Linked DNA regions of Hordeum vulgare: region 2 is linked to region 1. Evidence: chromatin contacts called from public Hi-C data. All regions are on one chromosome and are shown on one strand. Each heading gives the region's core, a stretch centred on a gene start, on an enhancer-like site or on the middle of the called end of the contact. The rest is flanking DNA. Distances are from core to core; before and after follow the strand shown. Region 1 holds the start of LOC123408237 (leucine-rich repeat receptor-like serine/threonine/tyrosine-protein kinase SOBIR1). Region 2 holds the start of LOC123410728 (UDP-glycosyltransferase CGT-like).

Region 1 (4,325 bases), core at 1,024-3,523:
TATAGCATGAATAGTAGACAATTATCATGAACTAGGAAATATAATAATAACCACTTTATTATTGCCTCTAGGGCATATTTCCAACATGTGTGTCCTTAGCTCAAGGAGAATACGGTAGGGATTGTGTGTCCTTTGGTTTCAATATCAAGCCGCTCCAAACCAGACGTGCAACTATCACAGCAGTTGGAACTGGGTCATCAACAACTGTCTTCATCAAGCTACTGGTTTTATTTCCTCAACTCTCTCATTTCCTCAATTGCATGTTGAAGACTTTCATCTATACTTGTGACTTGTGCAAACCGAATCGCTGAAATCACGGTGAGTACTTTGAAGTAGATGTTTTTGCACTTCTGACTTTGTACTATTTCCGATGCACTCAGTTCATGACTGAGGACTTTTCTCACTAGGAATTTCCTCAGTGATGAAATTGTAAAAATCGCCTATTCGCCCCCCCCCCCTCTAGTCGATGTAACGCACTTTGAGTGTTGTTGCCACTAAGGATAAAATGATGGAGTTTATTCATATTAGTTGAGTTTACTTTGTCTACATCATGTCATCGTTCTCCATGCATTACCCTGTTTGTCATGAACTTAATACGTAGAGATGCAAACATAGAAGCGCTCTTGAAGTGGAGTAATAGTAGTAGGTGTAGGCAGGAATCGGCCTATTTCTTATGGATGTGATGCCTATATTCACATGATAATTGCCGTGAAAATCACATAACTATCCGCTTTCTCTCAATTGCCCAACAGTAATTTGTTTACCCACCGTATGTTGCTTTCATGAGAGATGCCACTAGAGAACACTATGGCCCCCCGGGTTTATTCACTTATATATTCAGAAAACTTATAATTTCCTCGTTGTTCTTATTTTTCTTTTATTTTATTTTGCAATTTACAATTATACACACCTCATTCGCTTGCAAATAACAAGATCAAGAGGATTGACAACCCTCTTGCTCGCGTTGGGTCCAAGTTGTTTTCTATTTTATGTGCATCAGCTGAAGACGATTGATGATTGATATTCCTATTGGTTCGATAAACCTTGGTTTCTTAACTAAGGATAATAATTTCCCGCATTGTGTTGCAACTACCCGTTCCTCTTCACAGAAAATACTAGGCAGATCACAAGTATTAGTGACGGAGGATATTAATTACCAAAACCAACGACAGCGTTCCATACGAACGCACTCGGTCGTACGCGTGCCCGTATGAGGGCAAAAACACCTCCAATTGATTCCTTTCGACGATTGAGGTCGAAGTTTTTTTTCTAAATGATCATTTGCTTTGTAATTAATGTTGATTATCTCTCAAACTCCGTAGCTAATAAATCTCCACAGCATCTACCTTTCATTTATTTATTTTTACATGTTGGGTATACGAATCGTTCGCATACTGAGTCGATGTTTTTATTCGGTGTATTATTTTTGCAAGGGCTTGGGCATTATGTGGTGACGTGTACGGTGTGGTGCCTGATAACCCACAAGTGTAGGTGTTCGTTTGTAGCCTTTTAATAAATAAGAATGTTAAACCCAACTAGGTGCTAAAGATAGAATTAATATTCTTTCAAGTTTTATCGACCACCTATACAACTCTAAGCGCAACGATGAAACTTGAGAGGGCCAAACCGACAAGGATACATATGAGGAGGTAGATTCCTCCATGAATCGAGCATCTGGTCTTGCACGACAAGCCTTCTGAAATCTTTTTCATATGTGCCACGACCCGCTCAACTTGTCTAGGGCGGAATCGACAAGGAGTCCTTAGCCCGGTGGGACAGGCTGTGAGTCGATGTGGTGAGAAGGCCCCTTAGACGGGACACCGTCATATTTCTATAGAAATTTATAACAATGGAATTATATAAAAAAGAATGTATGCGAATAATACTCCACGCCATTTTTGATGATGTGATGACTTGCATATATATATTTAAATTAGATTTTAAGATGTTCTGAAAAACACACCCACACATGAAGCCCGGGAGAAAAAAAAATCCACGCTCATGGGACGTGAGAATCTTTCCAGATTTTTAGGGGCACAATAGTCATTTTCATAAAAAGAAAAATGACCGTAATAGTCATTTTCATTCCTCCCTCGCCGTGCTGGCCGGTTCTTGACTTGCCTCGAGTCAACGGTCGTTTCCCGCCAATAAGACCGGGCCGGTCGCGATATGTCCCCCTCACGCCAATCTGGCACGTCCATCCATTCCACAAACGCATCGTAGCCGTGCATTGTTTCCACACGGTAATCCCCAACTAGGCCATTATTAATAGCTCTGCTCTCCAGTCTCCACCCACCCCGTCCCCCACATAAGCCGGAACCTTCCTCCCCACACGAGCAACGAGCTAAACGTTTGGTGACAATGGCGTTAGCGGCAGGTACGCCGAGCAAGCGTCCCGTCCTCTTCCTCGTCTCTCTCGCCACGCTCCTCCTCCTCGTCTCAGCTGTCCAGTGCTATGACAGCCGCCACGCCGTCATGCGCTCTGCCATGGCCCGCCGGTCCCGTCCGGGGATCCGGCATGTGCACCACCGCCGGACCGGGGTGCCGCACCGGTACGTCCTCGCGGAGAACGCCCCCAACTCGACCGTCGGCGGTGGAAAACAGAAGAACCGCACCTCGTCGCCGGCGGCAAACAACGGCACCTTTCCGTCGGCGCCACCGGCGGCCGAGCAGGGCAAGCACCACCGGAGCCACAAGCACAGGGTGCGCAACTGGATCATAGGGTTCGTGGTCGGGTCCCTCGCCGGCGTCATCTCGGGGCTGGGCGTGTCCGTGCTGTTCCGGCTGGCGCTCAACTGCATCCGCGGGCGGTACCGGAACAAGTCCGGCATGGTGATCTTCACCCCGAAGCTGATCAAGCGAGCGGACCACCTGGCGTTCCTGGAGAAGGAGGACATGCTTTCCTCTCTGGCCGTGATCGGGCGCGGCGGGTGCGGCGAGGTGTTCAAGGCGCAGCTCCCCGTGGAGACCGAGGGGGAGGAGCCCAAGTTCATCGCCATCAAGAAGATCAAGAAGCAGGTGGGCGACGGCCACGGGCAGAACAACAACCTGAGCGACGAGGAGAGCCGGCAGCTGGACAAGTGGTCGCGGCAGATACAGTCGGAGATCCGCACGGTGGGGCACATCCGGCACCGCAACCTCCTGCCGCTGGCGGCGCACGTGCCGCGGCCGGACTGCCACTACCTCGTGTACGAGTACATGAAGAACGGCAGCCTGCACAACGCGCTCAAGCCGACGCCATCAGAGCTGGAGGAGGGCGGCGGCGACGGCGGGGTGCGGCTGGCGTGGCCGGCGCGCCTCCGCGTGGCGGTGGGCATCGCGTCGGGGCTGGAGTACCTGCACGTGCTGCAGCAGCCGCAGATCATCCACCGCGACCTGAAGCCGGCCAACATCCTGCTGGACGACGACATGGAGGCCCGCATCGCCGACTTCGGGCTGGCCAAGGCGATGCCGGACGATCACACCCACGTGTCGACGTCGCACGTCGCCGGCACCATGGGGTACATCGCGCCGGAGTACCACCAGACGTACAAGTTCACGGCCAAGTGCGACATCTTCAGCTTCGGGGTGATCCTGGCGGTGCTGGCGACGGGCAAGGAGCCGACGGACCAGTTCTTCGTGACGGAGGTGGACGAGGTCGGGCTCGTCAAGTGGCTGCGCCGGGTGGTGCAGAACGGCGACTACGCGGAGGCCATCGACCCCGCCATCGCCGGCGCCGGGCACGAGGAGCAGATCCTGCTGGTGCTGCGCATCGCCGTCTTCTGCACCGCCGACGACCCCAAGGAGCGGCCCGCCGCCAAGGACGTGCGCTGCATGCTTGCCCAAATCAAGAACTAGAACCACAACTACTAGTAACGTATCGTCGCGTGCATGCCCAAATCAGGCAGCAGTTGAACAAGCCGAAATTCGTGTAAGTATTGGTCGTCGTCGTCGTCTTCAATTAATCAATTGGGTATGTGTCATGCGTGACTGTGTGTAGAATAATGTGGCAAGTGCTGGGTCAGCGGGTCAAGCATGGGGCCGGTCGATCGATAAGGACCGGAAAGGAGATGGAGTATCCGTGTAACACGCTATACTATTTCATGCAAATGAGATTTGGGACGGGTATATTTTTCTTGACATGGACGTGTGTTGTTTACAAGATCCAACTGCGTATCTGAAGAATGATTATGAATCACGTCATATGATCGGATCCATAAGCTTGATCCACCAGATGGCGTTACCTGCGGTGCACTGATGTGGTAAGCACTTTTCGGAGCTACTGGTGCACTGATGTCTTAATTGGAACGAGTCGCGCCTAGCTTTTGTATGCATCGTCTTGTGGT
Region 2 (4,472 bases), core at 725-3,224, 660 kb before region 1:
TTTAATGGTAGGGATTAGCAAACCGTAAGGCCCCTCTTGGATTAGCGTTTCAGCTCTTTTTTTTGAAATGAGAGGGGTTTCCTCCTAGCCTCAACTTTATTAAAGCCAAGGCAAAGCCTACCAGCCAAAAATATCAGTTTTTCGATGGACAACTTGTTATTTGTAGCAACAACAGAAACAAACGGTCAAAGTGCACTAATTTTAAGCCCTATTACAGAACATTTCACATGGCAAAAGAGAGGGAACACAAAGATAAGCAACAACAGCGTCATAAAGATAAGCAACAAATAGTTTTAGCTCGTTTCTATATAGGTGTAAAAATTTACACCCATTAAAAACAAGGCCTAAATTTATTTACATACATCTCCTCTAAAACAACTCGATCGGGATACGTTTTTATCCAAGATTCCTTCCTCACGCCTCTGACGGCGCGTTACTGGCACTACCATCACAGCACCGTGCCACAAGCTCCGCCAAGCTCCGGTAGCTCGTCCCGCCACCAGCCACGGCCGTCATCGCGGCCTCGAGGACCTCCGTAGAACTCCTCCTCAACATGTCGTCTGCCATCACTGATTTCACCTTCTCCGCGATCTCCTCCCCCTTCACCAGCCCCGGGTCCCCTTCCCAGCTCCACCGCTCGACCCAGACGCCGGCCCCACGGCGCGCCACAATGCCGGCGTTCACCCGCTGGTCGGCGAACCTCGGCCACGCCAGCACCGGCACGCCGGCCGCGAACGCCTCGGTCAACGAGTTCCAGCCGCAGTGACTCACAAACATTCCGATGGCCGGGTGCTTCAGGACCTCGCCTTGCTCCACCCACGCCTTGGTCACGAGTGCCCGGCCGCTCACCCGCTGCAAGAACCCTTCGCCGAGCAGCTCGCTGAGCTCGGCGCCGTCCTCCTTGTCCACGACGGCGCCCTTGACCACCCACAAGAACCGGCAGCCGCTTGCCTCTAGACCGTCGGCGAGCTCGCTGAGCTGGTCCCGGGCCAAGGCCTTCCGGCTGCCGAAGCTGACGTACACCACCGACCGCTCCGGCTGCGCGTCGAGCCATGCCGAGTAGTCAGAGCATGCTCTCGCCGGGAAGCTCACCGGGCTGAGCGGCCCGACGGTAAACACCAGCGGGAACCCAGGGACAACCGAGCCCTGTCGCAGCGCCCTCACGGCCTCCGGCTCCAAGGCGTCGAACGTGTTGACGAGGAGGCCGTCGGCTTTCGAGAGGCTCCGGCCGTTGGCGACGAACTGCTGCGTGAAGAGGTTGTTACGGTCGTGCAGAGCCTGCGGGAAGGAAGACTTCGGGATGCGGTACACCCCTGGGACGTCGGCGTCGTCGCCGGCGCCCGCGCCGTCCAAGTAGGCGGGGTAGTACGCGTAGAAGGAGAACATGGTGGCGGACGCGGTGAAGAAGACGTAGCACGGGAGGCGGAGCTCTTTCGCCACGGGGATCAGCACGGAGGCCAGCGAGATGTCGGCGACGAGCGCGGCCGCGCCGGCGGCGGCGAGGAGCGGGGCCAGGAGGGGCGCGGAGCGGCGCGTGGCCTCGTAGTGCACGTAGAACGGGTCGGCGCCGGAGAGCTCTGGCGCGTCGAGCGGCGGGAGGTGGAAGTCGAGCCGGCGGACGGCCGGGAACGCGGCGAACAGCGCGTCGAGGTGGCCGGCCTCGGCGGACGACACGGTGGGGAGGACCGTCACGAGGGAGACGTCGCATGCGTGGCCGGAGGAGAGGGCGGCGGCGAGGCGGCTGAAGGGCGCCAGGTGGCCCATGCCGGCGCTCGGGAGGAGAACGATGCGCGGGCGCGGCGCGGCGGCTCCCGCGCGGTCGTCTCTCGAGCTGGAGGCCATGGTCCGTCGAACAATTGGTTTCTGCGAGATTTGTGATGAGTTGTGCCTTTGTGGAGAACTGGACCCTACACTTTGATATGCTTGTCTTTCCTGAGCTATGCCTTTGTGGAAAACTCGACACTACACTTTGGTCTGATTGTCTTCCTTGGTAGTGGAGTGACTTCCAAGAAGGTGGCTGATGAGTAGCTGCAAAATCGAATACGAATTCTCCACTGTCATTTACTGGTGTTGTGTGTTATTTCCTCTGAAAAAATATAAAAGCCCGTGGGTGGCTCCCCTTCGGTTAGTAGTTTTTAGTCTTTGCAAATGCGGTGTTTGGATGGATGGGAACGTTTTTTTTTCTTTTTCTTTTAGTTTGTGTTCTGGGCTTCAATCCTTTTTGATTAACATAGTGAACGGAGCTTCGGCGTAGGTTCCTACCGTTTTATTAAAACGATGAGGTTAGAGTTTTTCATCGTGTGGCGAAAATTCATATCAGATGTTTCAGATCCATTCAAGGGTTTAACAACAAAGACCGTGGTTACATGCCGTTGGTCCTTAGGGACACGTGCATGAAGACTTCTTACATGTCAACGATAAGGTCAAGCTTGCTTCGATACGGCGGCGACGACAATGTCACGTCGACGGCTTATTTTGGCGGCGGTATTGATCATTCGGTGGTTTCATATCTTGATGTAATTTTTGTTATGTTTAAAATGCATTATATTTTCGATAATCTATGATAATAGATGTGAATTATATTCACAGAAAAAAAAATACAAAAACAATTGGATCATTACTTTAATGATCTAAATGTTTTTATATTTTTGTACAAAATACTATTATCAATATTGAATGATGTCGACCGATGGGACTGTCGAAATGAGATTGTTTCGGTCCCGAATCCAGTGCGTGACCTGCGGAACAGGTTTGCTGCTTTGCTTTCGGCTCAACGTTCAGAAATGCAGGTTATTTTTTATGAGTAAAACCAGGTTTATCGATCAAAAACCATAAATAGTGGAGTGCATCTCAGATCATGGGGCTACCCGAGCTGCAAATGGCACCCTTGATCTAAAGAACATGCCTACTTGGCTAGACTACAAGTATCTGTATTCAACTCTCTACTTTCAAAAGGAAAATTACAATTAAACATGATAGCACTCTGAGTAATCTCACTAATGATAGTGCCACATTTCCCTTAATTGCCATTATGGACATCATCAATCACTTGTTCAGAAATGCAAGTGGACGAGAAGAATTTGGCACAGATCCAAAAATTAAAGCTGGGCCTAACAGGTAATACGTACTGATGCTGCAGGGAAAATGCGAAAACATAGGTGTACCCGGTGGTGAATCCAGAAAGAAAATGTGTGTGTGTGTGTGTGTGGGGTGGGGGGGGGGGGTCTAGAACCTTCCCAACCCGATTTGTTTTCCTTTTTTTCTATTTTATTTTTTCCCTTTTTTTGTTTTCCCTTTACCTTTTAATTTTAATTTTGTTTTATTCTTCCTTGTTCTCGTTTTCCCCTTTCCAAATTCACAAACATTTTCTGAAATTCAGATCGGTGAACATTTTTTGATGATCAAAAATTGTTTTCAAATCAGCAAACATTTTTATAAATTCAAATTGTACTCATAGTATTTATAAATTGTTCATCGAAATAAACCAATGCTCATCAAATTCAACAAATCTCCATAATTTTTAAATAAATATAATATACTAAAATTTTTGACGAATCCAAAAAATGTTCCAAATTTGAAAAAGGTGTTCATTGAATAAAACATTATTCATCAAATACAAAACTTATTCATAAAAATTCAAAAAATGTCATTGCAAATTCTAATTTTGTTTTGCATTAATGAACATTTTGAGATTCTATATTTATAAAATCTTGAACTATTTGAAAGAAACAAAAATCTTTCCTAATAATAAAGCAAATACGATTTCTGGTCGTATGTCATGGAAATTAACCCTAAAGTTTGCATAAATTACCCACCATGCCACCGGTAAGTAACAGAAAACGTTTCACAAAGCAAAAAATCTTGGACAGGGCCGGCCCTTGTAAAAACCACCTATATTACGCTCTGCATGCTGGGAAAATATCCAGCACACCGTATGGGCCGGCCCATGCACAGGCGCCTGCTTTTAGTTCCATTTATTTATTTATTTTCAGTTCCGTTTTATTTTTTTAGTTTAAATAATTTGGAACTTCAAATAATGTTTAAAATTTTAATAAACTGAAAATTATAAATCAACTTATTTAAAAAACTAAAATGTTTGTCACTTCAAAAACTATTCGGAGTTTTGTAAAAAATGCTCGCATATACAATAAAATGATTGCAATTTTAGAAAAAAAATTGTACAATAAGAAAAGTTCATTATTTCAAATACAATTCCATGTATTAAAAATTATTAAAGGCATTTAACAAAATACTTTCTAATTCAAAATATGTTAATGCATTTAAAAAATGTCCTAAATTTTAAAAATAGCTAATGCCAGTTTTGATAGTTTCTTTTTTTATTTAAAAATTTCCGTTTTATTTTTTTATTTCTATTTTAAATAATTTAGAACAAAAAAATTGCATATTAAAAAATAGGAATTTTGAATTAAAATGCTGACGAAAACATAAAATGTTTGTGGATTCAAAAAAGC

Evidence for each region. A called contact is a pair of places that touch in the nucleus more often than the background predicts.
Region 2: a contact with region 1 is called in a Hi-C map of leaf, with 8 times the contacts expected there. The contact joins the promoter of LOC123410728 here to the promoter of LOC123408237 in region 1. A contact is called at or near these places in 2 of 6 Hi-C or Micro-C datasets (leaf and seedling).

What each region holds. Positions count from the first base shown.
Region 1 is chr7H:128,134,538-128,138,862 of MorexV3_pseudomolecules_assembly, reverse strand. LOC123408237 (leucine-rich repeat receptor-like serine/threonine/tyrosine-protein kinase SOBIR1) reads left to right here and starts at 2,273. Exons shown (of 1, transcript XM_045101391.1): 1 at 2,273-4,119. The coding sequence starts at 2,362. The coding sequence ends at 3,837.
Region 2 is chr7H:128,797,478-128,801,949 of MorexV3_pseudomolecules_assembly, reverse strand. It overlaps LOC123410728 (UDP-glycosyltransferase CGT-like), which reads right to left and starts at 1,974. Exons shown (of 1, transcript XM_045103664.1): 1 at 138-1,974. The coding sequence starts at 1,842. The coding sequence ends at 415.